Linked DNA regions of Macaca mulatta: region 1 is linked to region 2. The links are chromatin contacts, called in public Hi-C maps. All regions are on one chromosome and are shown on one strand. Each heading gives the region's core, a stretch centred on a gene start, on an enhancer-like site or on the middle of the called end of the contact. The rest is flanking DNA. Distances are from core to core; before and after follow the strand shown.

Evidence for each region. Hi-C and Micro-C count contacts between places; a contact is called where the count stands out from the background.
Region 1: a Hi-C map of cortical neurons shows a contact between it and region 2, with 4 times the contacts expected there. The contact joins the promoter of VCF1 here to the promoter of SLC39A11 in region 2. A contact is called at or near these places in 4 of 14 Hi-C or Micro-C datasets (CD4 T cells, blood, cortical neurons and 1 more).

The regions. Positions count from the first base shown.
Region 1 is chr16:82,885,116-82,891,795 of T2T-MMU8v2.0, reverse strand. It overlaps VCF1 (VCP nuclear cofactor family member 1), which reads left to right and starts at 3,244. Exons shown (of 4, transcript NM_001193796.3): 1 at 3,244-3,546. The coding sequence starts at 3,326. COG1 (component of oligomeric golgi complex 1) reads right to left here. Exons shown (of 16, transcript NM_001266362.1): 16 at 3,409-3,547. MTNAP1 (mitochondrial nucleoid associated protein 1) reads right to left here and starts at 3,266. Exons shown (of 5, transcript XM_002800584.4): 1 at 3,143-3,266; 2 at 2,323-2,428; 3 at 1-237. The coding sequence starts at 230.
Region 2 is chr16:82,849,488-82,856,718 of T2T-MMU8v2.0, reverse strand. It overlaps SLC39A11 (solute carrier family 39 member 11), which reads left to right and starts at 5,699. Exons shown (of 10, transcript XM_077972623.1): 1 at 5,699-5,868. COG1 (component of oligomeric golgi complex 1) reads right to left here and starts at 6,310. Exons shown (of 16, transcript NM_001266362.1): 1 at 5,980-6,310; 2 at 2,974-3,218; 3 at 2,644-2,825; 4 at 2,334-2,504. The coding sequence starts at 6,294. It also overlaps the pseudogene LOC697782.

The DNA.
Region 1 (6,680 bases), core at 1,995-4,494, 38 kb before region 2:
CTTTCTTCATTCTCTGTCTCTAACTCTTTCCCTTTAGCTTTAATTAAATCTTTGATTGGCCCTTTCATTTTTTTAGCACGTGGGAGTGTAGCTGGCTTGGACTGATGAACTTTTTGATCAGTAGGTATGGTTGATCCTATCATCTTACAGTATGGCAAGTGAGATTTTAATCGTTTAAATGGCTTCTTACAATAAGGACACACTTCCATTCTGGGTGGATTATCACTCATCCTATTCCTGAAAAATGTAAATGTGAGATTATGAGAAGCACATAGTTTGTAAACATCAATATTTTACTTATGTGTTGTATCTTTTAAATTCATTTGGAACAAGCTAGATGTTTGCTACTTAAGGTTACAGCAAGTCAACTAGTCATTACATGAGGATAAAAAATTGTTTAAAAACCCATAAACATGTTATTCAAGGACAGAATGGTAAAGAATAAAAAACTTAGGCCAGGAACCAAAGGTTATTTATTTATTTATTTTGGAGACAGAGTCTCGTTCTGTCACCCAGACTGGAGTGCAGTGGCACAATATCTGCTCACTGCAAACTCTGCCTCCCAGCATCAAGCAATTCTCTTATCTCAGCCTCCCAAGTAGTTGGGACTACAGGGGCATGCTACCACGCCTGGCTAATTTTTTGTATTTTAGTAAAGACGGGGTTTCACTGTGTCCGTGTTGCCCAGACTGGTCTTGAACTCCTGAGCTCTGGCAATCCACCCGCCTCGGCCTCCTAAAGTGCTGGGATTACACGCGTGAGCTACCACGCCTGCACCCGGCCAAAGGTTACTGATTACAGCACAGGTTTCCAAAGTGATATATGGAATATCCATTAGGGTGCAAGAAGAAAATATTAGAAAATATTAGAATTCCCACAATCTAAGAATGAGAAATGAAGCTCTACTAACATTTAGTTAGTAATATGCATATATATACACACACACGGATATACACAAAATGTATGTATAATGTACAAATATATACATGGTAAGAACACAGTCCTATTTTTCACCTATATTTGAGATGGAGTCTCACTCTGTCACCAAGCTGGAGTGCAGTCTTGGCTCACTGAAACCTCCATTTCCCGGGTTCAAGTGATTGTCCTGCCTCAGCCTCCCGAGTAGCTGGGACTATAGGCACACGCCACTACGCCCAGCTAATTTTTGTATTTTTAGTAGAGACGGGGTTTCACCATGTTGGCCAGGATGGTCTTGATGTCCTGACTTTGTGATCCGCCCGCCCTGGCTTCCCAAAGTACTGGGATTACAGGTGTGAGCCACCACGCCTGGCCTACTAATAGTTTCTAGTACAACAGATTACTGGCAAATTAGTTTGACATCTTTGTTAAATATATACCATGTAAAAAATTTTAAAAAACATTTATACCATGTATATTTGTACCTGTTACTCTTTAGAGTCCAGAAAAGAAAATGTTTAATTCCAATGTTTAGTTGAAAGTTATTTCCTTTCTACATCTCTTGTTCTTTCTATAAAGTTCCAGAGGGCAAGAAACCTATCTATCCTGCACACAGCTAGCACTGAGCCTGGCATACAATATTTGCTCACTAATTCTTTAGATATAAATGATTAAATATTATTCAGTACTACAACTGGTAATATCTCTGACCACCAACGAGATTAAAAAAGGTGACTGAAACCATTCACAAAACAGACACAATTTTGACCAACCCATTCATTAAAGCAACCAACTCACCTTATCCTGTACGAAGTCATTCAAAACAAAACTGTTTTCTGCCAACAGATTACAGTAATCATTCTTACTTTGTTGTTGTTCGGTCTTTTTTTTTTGAGATGGAGTCTCGCTCTGTCACTCAAGCTGGAGTGCAGTGGCACGATCTCGGCTCACTGCAACCTCAGCCTCCCCAGTGGCTAGGATTACTGGGATTACGGGCCTGGGCCACCACGCCCAGCTAATTTTAGTATTTTTAGTAGAGACGGGGTTTCACCATGTTGGCCAGGCTGGTCTCGAACTCCTGACCTCAGGTGATCTACCCGCCTCGGTCTCCCAAAGTGCTGGGATTACAGGCGTGAGCCACCGCGCCCGGCTTGCTGGGATTACAGGCGTGAGCCATCAGTCTTTCTTTGTTTGGAGGTACACACTAACAGGATGAAAGCCACAGACTGTTTATTTACAAAAATACACACAAATGAAGCCAGTCCATGGACCTTCGGCTAATAACGTTAGAAAGGGCATGACACCTGCTAGACGTTTCTGCCTCCACTCCACCTCACACTCAATCCTACTTGAAACATCTCGGTACATTCCCAGGGTAACGTCTATATGTGGCTGTTTACTTACTCGAGCTCCTCTAGGAGGATGCTAGTTTTGCGGGTGCTTCTCCCGGATCCCCATTCTTCCCCGATCACCGTTCCCGAGTGTGGCAGAATGAAACGTGAATGTCAGCCTGTGTAAGACACGATGAGACAGGTGACTTGGCAGCACGCGCAGTGAGTAAATGCGGCACGGTACTGAATCAAAAACAAACAGGTTCCGGAAAGCAGAGAGTTAAGACCTCCCAAGCCTCTGGGCTCAAGGAGGACCTCAACAGTTCCACTAATCCTCGCCCTCACCTCCGGCGCTCCTCAGCCACCTTTCCCTCCTCCGGCCGCGTTACCAGCCTGCCCACCTCCCCGCACCCTTCCTTTCCCTGAAAGCTGTTCTGATTCTGCCAGCGAAGTGGATGGGGTCGGCCTGGCAGATTCTGGGTCAGGCACCGGCGTTCCCGCAGCCCCACCGAGGGGTTCCTCCTGCGGTTCCAGGAAGACCCTCCGCCGGCACCCGATTCCCTCCCCTCTCCGCTCAGGACAGTCTTCCCCAGACCTAGAACGTGGGTCGCGGAACACAACCCCGCCCTTGGAAGCTCACCTCACAGGACCGTCCTCACCTCGGAAGACCCGAAAGCCCAGGCGGCCTCGGCGGGAAGCCCCCCCAGGGAAGCCCCCCAAGCGCCTGCCCAACCCCCGGCCAGGAAACCGCGTCAGGCTGTCTGCACCACTGCCGGATAGGTCCGCCTATTTTTAAAAATGTTACCTCACACGGATTCAACTCAAATACTTGTATGATATTATTATGACATAATTGAGTTTATTTGAAACCTGGCTTGACTTTCATACCGTACCCTCCGTTGGCTGTGAACAGGCGAGTGCTTCCGCCACCCCAGGGGAGGTCCTTTCTCCCAGAAGCTCCTAGTCGCTCCTCCCCCTCCGAGCCCGCCTCTTCCCGTGGGCGGGGTTACCGGTCGGCGCGGTTGGGATCGTGCCACTGCGCAGCCGCGAGAGGGCGGTACCACGGCGGCAGCGACATGGGGGGGCGCGGAGCAGACGCCGGAAGTAGCGGTGGTACGGGTCCGACTGAGGGGTACTCGCCACCGGCTGCGTCCACCCGAGCGGCTGCGAGAGCTAAGGCCCGAGGGGGTGGGCGTGGCGGCCGCCGAAACACAACCCCCTCTGTTCCCTCTTCTCGCGGAGCGGCGCAGCGTAGCTTCCCTCCGCCAGCTGCCATGAGCGAGCGCCTCCGTCCCAGGTGAGAGGGAAGGGACCCCCTTTCCACTCGTCGCCTGAGGATTTGGGAGATGGAGCCGAGGGGGCGCGCGAAATGGGGGTCGGAGCAAGTGTGGACCCGGCGGGGCTCCCTGTGGGGTCCACTGAGGGCCGGGGGAGTAGGGGAGAGGGATGCGCGAGTGATCGGATGCTTGGTTCCTGTGGGTAGCTGGAAGGTGACTCTCCGGGGTCCAGGTCTCCCGCCCCTCCATCTTTTTACTCCCCTATCGTTTCCTATTTGGAACGAAGTGTGATCGGTCCCGGAAGAGAGACAGTGGCCCTAAAGCTTCCCTGTCCTAAATTTAGGAGGGTGGGGGGATGGGAGAAACGTCTCATCTTGGAGAGGGGGCCCCCTCAGGCTTTTGTGAGGGCACCGGGCGGGGAGCTGCCGGCTCCCCAAGGTCAGAAAGAAAGGTTGGGCTTAACCCCGCAGCAGGGAAAGATTAGGTTAGACCGAAGAACTTGTGCTATGAACGGTTGTGAACACAGAAGGGCAGATGACCAAGGCGGGTTATGGATCCTCTCTTGACTGTAGCATTAAGAACAAGCTGGATTCTAAACTGTTTGGATGCGGGGCCGTTTGATTCCGAAGGCGGGAGGTAGGATTTTGTCGCGATGCACTCGCTACCTTCCCAAGGGAGCCTGGCCCTTAAATTAGGAGTTCTATGCTTGACATGTACTCCTAGAGTCCCGACTAAGTTGGGATTTCTTAATTTTTTTCTCCCTCTTAATTTCCTCTGCAAGAATGTGTGGAGGAGAAAGTTGGGAAGGGTTACCTCAGAATGCTCTTCATGTTCCGGTCTTTCCACAAGGATCCTTCTCTGAAATAGTTATTTCACGGGATTGAAGTTCTCAGAAGTATCCTGAGTTTATTTGGTCCCATGGTGGAAACCTCGGGTTCCCCAAGCTGCTGCATGGGATTATTGATTTGGGTCATGTAGCAAGTGGAGCATAAAGCCTCTCGTTGTATAGAAAAGAAGAGTGGACTAAATTTGAAATTGGGGGCCCAATTACAGACATGCTATCGGAATTAGGAACAAGAGCTTTAGATATAGCTTTAGATACTGACCCGACTGCCATGTTATTCTTCCCCAAACCCAGTTTATACTTACGATATTCTCTTGGGGTGTCTCACATATCTGAAGAAAAATCGAAATATTTCCTACAAATAAAAATTCGACTGTACACAACTAATCTGAATGCATTTATACTGGTAGTAGATTCCTTTTATCAAGTACACAAATAATCTCAACATGTTTTAAATAAGTTATTTGATTTGGACAGGCTTTTCTTGCCAGTGTTTAATGGAGTATGATGGGCCAGCTCTGCCAGCTCTAGGACGGTCTAAGATGGTGGTTTTTCGGCTGGGCGCGGTGGCTCAGGCCTGTGATCCCAGCACTTTGGGAGGCCGAGGCCGGTGGATCACCTGAGGTCAGGAGTTCGAGATCACCCTGGCCAACATGGTGAAACTCCGTCTCTACTAAAAATTCAAAAAAATTAGTCGGGCCTGTTAGCGGGCGCCTTAATCCCAGTTACTTGGGAGGCTAAGGCGGAATCGCTTGAACCCGGAAGGCGGAGGTTGCGGTGAGCCGAGATCATTGCACTCCAACCTGGGCAACAAAAGCGAAACTTCATCTCAAAAAAAAAAAAAAAAAGATGGTTTTTCAGGCTGTCACACAATAGATTGGATAGCCGCAGAGAGGTGGGTGTGTGGTGAGGGAGTCCCTGCTTATTGATTGATTGGTTGATTGATTGACTGATTGATTGATTGACAGAGTCTCACTCTGTCGACCAGGCTGGAGTGCAGTGGCCCCGTCATGCCTCACTGCAGCCTCAACCTCCCAGGCTCAGGTAATGCTCCCATGTCAGCCTCCTGAGTAACTGGACCACAGATGTGAGCTATCACACCCAGCTAACCTTTGTATTTTTGGTAGAGATGGGGTTTCACCATACTGCCCAGGCTGGTCTTGAACTCCTGGGCTCAAGGAATCCACCCATCTTGGCCTCCCAAAGTGCTGGGATTACAAATGTGAGCCACCTCACCAGACTGGGAGTCCCTGCTTCAACAAATCCTTTATCTCTTATATAGAGAGTATTTTTCTACAGTAAGAAAGAAAGAGTTCTGTCACTTTTAAAAATAAAGTTTGAAAACCACTAGTTTCCATACTGTTTTTGTTTGTTTGTTTTGAGACGGAGTCTTGCTGTGTTGGCGAGGCTGGAGTGCAGTGGTGCAACCTCGGCTCACTGCAACCTCCACCTCCTGGGTTGAAGCAGTTCTCCTGCCTCAGCCTCCCAAGTAGCTGGGATTACAGGCACGAGCCACCACGCCCTGCTGTTTTGTATTTTTAGTAGAGACGGGTTTCACCATGTGGGCCAGGCTGGTTTCGAACTCCTGACCTCAAGTGATCTGCCTGCCTCGGCCTCCCAAAGTGCTGGGATTACAGGTGTCGGTCACTGTGCCCAGCTCATACTCTTTTTTTTTTTTTTTTTGAGACGGAGTCTCGCTCTGTCGCCCAGCCCAGGCTGGAGTGCAGTGGCGCGATCTCGGCTCACTGCAAGCTCCGCCTCCCAAGTTCACGCCATTCTCCTGCCTCAGCCTCCCGAGTAGCTGGGACTACAGGCGCCCACAACCGCGCCCGGCTAATTTTTTGTAATTTTTAGTAGAGACGGGGTTTCACCGTGGTCTCAATCTCCTGACCTTGTGATCCGCCCGCCTCGGCCTCCCAAAGTGCTGGGATTACAGGCGTGAGCCACCGCGCCCGGCCCCAGCTCATACTCTTAAGATTATTTCTATGCCCAGTCTCTAGGAGATGACAGGAAGGTTGGAGAGAAATGAAATGATGCAATGTGATGGAATCAGCCATCGTTAGAAGTAGCAGATGCTAACTGGTAATCTGCACCTAGATGGTTAGGGGAGAATATAATCAGTTATAGGGGTACCTGCTAAAATTATAACCTGGTCTGTGGCATTAATGCCAAAAACTGTAATCTGATTGATTGAACCGATAGGGATGAGCATGAAGCTGTAATCTTGCCAGTTGTTAACATCATTATCGAAAGCAGAATGTTTCAAGGATGAGATCTGCTAAGAGCCTAGAAAAAGGCAAATAAAGAACA
Region 2 (7,231 bases), core at 4,450-6,949:
GAGAAGAATGGCAAAGATCAGGAGGAAGAAAAACAGGGATCAAGAGTAGAAAGAAGAAATGAGTGCTGTGCAGTCCTGGGTTTTGTTTTGTTTTGTTTTGTTTCTGGGGGTTTTCAAAGTAGAACTTAAGTTGTCAAAAAAGTAAAAGGTAATGGCTTCCCTTTCCTCTCAATCCTCCTACCTCCCTTAAAGATGGAAGGAAAGAATTGATGACTGCTTATTCTGATTAACTGAGTCATTCATAGGTCTTCAGAGGTGACCCGTCAAGAAGGGGACAGGCCTGCACTGTGCAACTCTGGGAGGCCTCATTCACTGTGTTCTGAGTATAAGGAACCCTCCGGAGTTTGAAACCCAGGGCCCTCCCAAGGCCCCTTGTACTGCTTTCTAAAGCCACGACAAGTCAGCCAGTACCCACCCTTCCTGAGTGGGATGAGGTACTAGATGTAAGCACGTAGAGGGAAAGTGAAGCATAAGGAGGTGGAGGTGAAAGATAAAGTGAGCTAAGATGAGGCGACAATAAGCACCTCTCTCTGGAAACAGCCACTTGGCCACCACCACACTCTTCTGTTTCCTTTCTACCTTTGGCTGTATCTCCTTTGTCAATTTTGCTGACACCTCCATTTGACCTTGGATTTCTGGAGTTCCATAAGGCAGAGTCCTCTGTCATCGCTTACTGATGACGTCATCCATTCCCACGGCTTGAAATAACAGCCACATGCAGATGCACAACAGTGTGTCTCCAACCAGACCTCCCAGCGATCTGTTCTGGACTCTCAGGCACCTGCCCACTTCACAGTCCCATTCCAAGGCCCCAGGCATCGCCAATGCAACATTTTCTCTCTTTCCTCTTTTTTTAAGACAGGTTCTCGCTCTGTCACCCAGGCAGCAATGCAGTGGTACAGTCACTGCTCACTTCAGTCTCAACCTCCCTGGCTCAAACGATCCTTCTGCCTCAGCCTCCCAAATAGCTGGGACCACAAGGGCATGCCAGCACACCCAGCAAATGCTTATCTTTTGTAGAGATGGGGTCTCACTATGCTGCCCAGGCTGATTTCAAACTCCTGGACTACCTAGGCTTCTAAAGTGCTGGGATAATAGATGTAAGCCACAGCAATGGGCCATTGCAAAGTGAACCCGTCATCAGCCGCTTCCAACCAGCTCCTTTTCTACTTAACTTGGTCACCTCCCTTCTCACATCCTTATAGCCAATCTGTCACCACATCCTCTCCTCCTACACAGATGTCCGAGCTGTGCAATTAGCTTCGTCTCTACTGTTCCTTCATAACCCAAGCTCCAGCGGCTGACACCTGGATCGTGGCAACAGCCTCCTAAGTGAGCTCTCGGCATCCGTTCTAGCCCCAAGGGGATCTATTGCCATCTAAAAGCCAAAGGCATTTATTTCATTTCAGTTGAGATAAATGCTACCAAATAAAAGTATAGGCCTGGCACGGTGGCTCAAGCCTGTAATCCCAGCACTTTGGGAGGCCGAGACGAGCGGATCACAAGGTCAGGACATCGAGACCATCCTGGCTAACATGGTGAAACCCCGTCTCTACTAAAAAATACAAAAAAACTAGCCGGGCGAGGTGGCGGGCGCCTGTAGTCCCAGCTACTCGGGAGGCTGAGGCAGGAGAATGGCATAAACCCGGGAGGCGGAGCTTGCAGTGAGCTGAGATCCGGCCACTGCACTCCAGCCCGGGTGACAGAGCGAGACTCCGTCTAAAAAAACAAAAAACAAAACATAGGGTCCACACCAAGCCTGGAAGGTCCCAGGAGGCTTCCATTGTTCTTTGGATAAAGTCTAAACGCCCTAGCCTCACTCACAAGGCTGGGCATTATCCGGCCCCTGGCCCCACCTCCAGTCTCTGCTCAAACAGCTCTCCCCCTCACCCAGTACCTCTCAGTCTCACTGGCTGTCTTATAGTTTCTCCTCGCCTCAGGATCTTTGCACATCCTCTTCCCTTTGCTGGAAGCCTGTTCCTTGCCCTTTTCACCTAAGTGACTTCCACTCAACCTTCAGCTTTCAGGTTAAAGGCTTCTCCAGGGAAGCCTTCTCTGACCTTGGTGAGTTCCTTCCATTCAATGTTCCCAAGGCAACTTGTACTTAGTCTTTCTAGCAATGACCAATATTGACGCTAAATGGATATTCACATATTTGTGAGTCTGACACCTGCTTCTACCACTCAATTGTGGCCTCGATGAAGGAAGGGTCTCTATTTGTCCAGTTCACCGCTCCATCCCCAGAGCCTAGCATGGTGGCTGGCACACGGTAGATGCTGAGCAAATTATCAGTTGAGTGAACCAGAATTTAAAAAGCTTGGCTAAGAGCTCACCGGCAGGATGCTGGCCTGTGATGGTCTCCAGAGTAGAGAAGAGCAAGCCACACGGCAGGGCCGGATCTGGCAGCAGTCCTTCTGGCAAAGTGTAGAAAAGGGCATGAGCTTGCTTCAGAGTGGTGGCCAGCAACTCCACTAATGAGCAAATCTGAGCCTTGATACCAGCACCTAAAAGAAAAAACCATCCTCTTTGATTACCTTTCCCAAAGCGAAAGACAGAGGATGCTCTGGAGGCTTCAGTCTCCCGAAGCTCACCCTTCTCCATCCCATGTTTAAGGACCAAATGTTGGCCAGAAGCCACACCCACCATGGTGTGGCTGGTTGAGAAGTTTCTGAATAGTTGCCTTTCTGGCCAGCAGGAAGTCTGTGAGGGCTTGGCGAGGAGAACTCTCTTCTAAGAGCATTATAGAGCACAGGGCCTCGGCCACAGCTTGGTCAGACACGGCTTGGCATTTGAGCAACATCTTGCTTTCATGCAGAATAGTTGACCTAAAAAAATGATGACAAAGGTCACCAGGATATTTTTCCCATCTTGGGTAAAGAGCTTTGGTACATCAGGAAAGAAGACAAACTCCATAAACCTGTAGTGTGAATCTTGGCCACCACCAGAGAAGCTCTTTACGCTGGATCCACTTACCGGAAGTGGCTGGCAGCTGCCACCTGCCGGATGAGTATAGGAAACCGGGAGAGGATGGGACTGTATCGGGAACTAGAAGAATCCAGCTGGAGCAGGTTGTGAAGGTGGCAGCACAGCAGGTAGAGCTGTGTGGCATGGAGATACTGAGAGGCTTCCATCGAGCTCCAGATCTTCTCAGGAATTTCTAAGAGTAGCTTGATCTGGGCAGCCATGCTGTAGAACTTCTCCTGGGATGGCTGCTGTGGCTGCAGGGGAAGGCACAGAACTAAACCAGAAGAACGAACAAAAACAATCTCAGTGTTCTGTAGGCTTGGGAAGAAATCTGGGGGTATTTAAGGATACAAAACTTCTATTAAGCTGGATTCAGTGCAACTCAGCAAGTCATCAAAGCCCAGTGTAGAAGAGTTGCCGGAGTCAGGAGTGTTGTAAGATCCCATAGTTTTTCCTACACACGGATGCATTTCCGCTCAGCCCCATGGAGAGGTAAACTTTCATCTCACCATCTGGTTATCAGTGATCCTCTTGATGCTTCGATGGCATGAAGCCCTGTGGACTACTTCTCATGTGAGCTTTCTCCATCCTTTTCTGATGTTCAGCCTTCCTACTTTTTCTTCTGTTTTTTGGGGGGCACCATGGTCTTCTTTGCTGACTGTTCCTCTTCACCAAGGAAGGTACTGACTGCACCAAGCCACCATCTGGTTCAGTCTTTAGGCCTCTACTCATCTCAGTCTATCCTTACTTCAGGATTTTCTCTCCCTCAACCCCCTCATGAACAGCGTATTAGTCCATTCTCACACTGCTATAAAGAAATACCTGAGGCCAGGCGTGGTGGCTCACGCCTGTAATCCCAGCACTTTGGGAGGCCGAGGTGGGCAGACCACTTGAGGTTAGGAGTTTGAGACCAGCCTGGCCAACATGGTGAAACCCTGTCTCCACTAAAAATACAAAAATTAGCTGGGTATAGTGGTGCACACCTGTAATCCCAGCTACTTGGGAAGCTGAGGCAGGAGAATTGCTTGAACCTGGGAGGCAGAGGCTGCAGTTGAGCCGAGAATGCGCAATTGCACCCCAGCCTGGGCAACAGAGCGAGACTCTGTCAAAGGAAGGAAGGAAGGAAAGGAGGAAGGGAGGGAGGAAGGAACCCAAGACTGGGTAATTTATAAAGAAAAGGAGTTTAGTTGGCCCTCGGTTCCACAGGCTGTACAGGAAGCACGGCTAGGGAGGCCTAAGGAAACTTATGATCATGGCAGAAGGGAAAGCAGGCACGTCTTATGTGGCCCGAGCAGGAAGAAGGTGGGAGGATGTGCCATACACTGTCAAGCAACTAGATCTCATGAGAACTCTATCATGAGACAGGACCAAAGAGGGAAATCCCTCCCCATGATCCAACCACCTCCTACCAGGCCCCACCTCCAACACTGGGGATTATAATTCAACATGAGATGTGGGCGGGACACAAATCCAAACCACAGCAAATGGATTAGTGCCTCATAAAAGGGCTGGAGGCAACTTTTAGGCTCTTCTACCTTCCCCCACATGAGGATGCAGCAAGAAGGCCCTCACCAGACATCAAAGGCCAGTGCCTTGATCTTAGACCCAGAACTGCAAAAAATATACTTGTATTATAAATTGCCCAATCTCAGGTATTTTGTTATAGCAGCACAAATGGACTAAGAAACCTAAATTCCAAATCTCATCATGCCCTTAAGGTCCCTCCTTACTAAGAATGACCCAAGTCTAAACTGACTTCCTTCAGAACTCCTAGGGTAAATACACACAATTATTTTGGGACTGTACTTTTCAATTTCTTCTTCTATGTCCCAGTAAGTTCTCCCAGGTTGTTAAAAACAACTTCCCCGTTTACCTTTTTCACCTTCCATGCCCTTTCACTTCGTTCATTGCTAGGTCTATATTCTTTAAGGGGCCGGGTGCGGTGGCTCTCGCGCCTGTAATCCCAGCACTGTGGGAGGCCGAGGCAGGTGGATCATATGAGGTCAGGTGTTGGAGACCAGCCTGGCCAACACAGTGAAACCCCGTCTCTACTGAAAATACAACAATTAGTCAGGCGTGGTGGCAGGTGCCTGTAATCCCAGCTACGCTGGTGGCTGAGGCAGGAGAGTCGCTTGAACCCAGAAAGCAGAGGTTGCAGTGAGCTGAGATCGCACCACTGCACTCCAGCCTGGGCGACAGAGAGAGACTGTCTCAAAAATAAATAAATAAATAAATAAATAAATAGTCTTCAGGAATGCAAGCGGCAGTTCCAATATGAGGAGGTGTTTGTTTACCTCCCATCCTTCCTCATCGTATCTGATCAATAGCGTTTGCGGGTAAGAACACGGGATAAGGATTACCTGAATGAAAAAAGCCTTAATTCTTAAAATGAAAATGTTCAGCTATTAAAAGGTAAGGGCCGGGTGTGGTGGCTCGTAACTGTAATCCCAGCACTTTGGGAGACCCAGTCACATACATACGTAAAGGTAAGGGCTTGACGGTTGGTACTACCCTCAACAACTCCCAAAGGGTGGAAGAGCTATTTGGGACTGTGGAAGTTACTTTTGTGGGGGGATAAGTGGAAGGTTGGGAAGAGGAAGAAATGACTTGGAAGGCAGGTGTCAACACAGGGGAGAAATCTGAGAAAAACAATGTTAGGACATGTTATATAGGGGAGAGCTGAACCGTCAAGACAGAGACCCCTGGCGTTTTCCGCTGAAATTGAAAGGAGCCCAGTGAGGCGTGGGAATCAAGGCCCGGAATCGGGGGAAAGCGCCTGAAGAAACTGTTGAATGGCATTTCCAGAACGGATCAGCAGCCGCATCTGTGCAAGGAAGGTTGGCATTGTCCCCTGACGGGGGCCTAAAGGGTGAGGGGCGGGTAAGCTCCTCCTGGCTAAGGAAGGTGAGGACTCGCGGGGTCTGGAACTGACCGGCGGGGGGCGGGGTTGACCTGCAAGGCCAGGGGCTCCGGGACCCGCCTGCGGGGCCGCAGGGTGGGGACACGGGGACTGACCTGCGGGGCCCGCGGTGGCCGGGGTGCGGCCGAGCCGGCCTGGCGGAGGCGGGCGCAGTACTGGTCCGTGGCTTTCACGGCGTCCACCAGCCCCACGGCGCAGCGGCGCATCTGGCCGATGGTGTCGGCCGCCTCGATCAGGTCGCGGTACCGTTCGCCCACCATCTGCCGCAGCTCCTCCTTCTTGTGCTCGATCTCGGCCCGAACCTGACGCTCCAGCCCGCGGATCTCCTCCGCTCCATGCGTCTCGAAAAGAGCCGCAGGGTCGCGCAGATCCAGCCGCTTCAGCGCGGGTGAGGTGGCAGCGGCCGCCATGGTGCACTCGTCAGCCCCCGGCGAGCCACTTACTCCTTTTTAGTCCCGCCCCCGCCGCCATCTTGGTTGGGGGCGGAAGCGCTTCCGCCCCGCCGGGGGCCATGTTTGCTTCCCGAGGGGGCGGGGCGGGGCAGACGAGGGGTGGGGCCGGGCCTGCGCGGGGTTTTCTTAAAGGAAGCTGGAGGGGAGGTGAGGTCGCCAGAGAGGTGAGGTCGCCAGCTTGGCTGCTTTCCTGGGCCTGAGGTCTTTCGTTTCCCTTAGGAGCAGAGCTCCTCTGTGGAGTTAAGGGTCGGGATCCGGCCCCGCGGACTGACGGCATTGGCGCAGCCGCAGCCGCTGCTCTTCACGCGCCTGGCGCCCGCGAGCAGACTCGGGCGCGCTCGCAGCCGCTCGGTCTCGGATCGTACTCCGCGTGCAGTTTTAGGAAGAGGGACATCCGCGCCCCTCGCTGTTCCGGGGGAAGCGCTATCTCGCCGCCCCTGAAGGGGTTCTGAGCCCTTGTTTGGCGTCTGCTTTTCCTCTGCTGTTGATTCGTGTTGGGGGTTTTCCATTTCGTTTAAAATCGACGTTTAGCCCCTGAAGACGTTTTCCCTGCGAGAGCCTGACCTTGGTGGCCACGGAGGAGGACGGCGGGCCGGGCGCGAAAGGCCGGGACTCCCTGGGGAACGCAGCGCCCGACGGGTGGGCGCTCCTCACGTGGCCCAGGAATAGTAGAATCTGGAGATTGTGGCTTGTTTCTGCTAAGTCCCAGACCCTTCTTATTTATTTATTTATTTATTTATTTTGGAAGATTTCACCTACACCAGTGTCGACAAAACGATGAAATGTGCGCAGCGGCCAGGCTGAGGCCCCAGCAACTCCGGGCCTCGCGTGCATCCCTGCTCGTTCCCTCTCCCACCCGCCACCTCCGGACGCACAGAGTTTCAATCTGCAAATA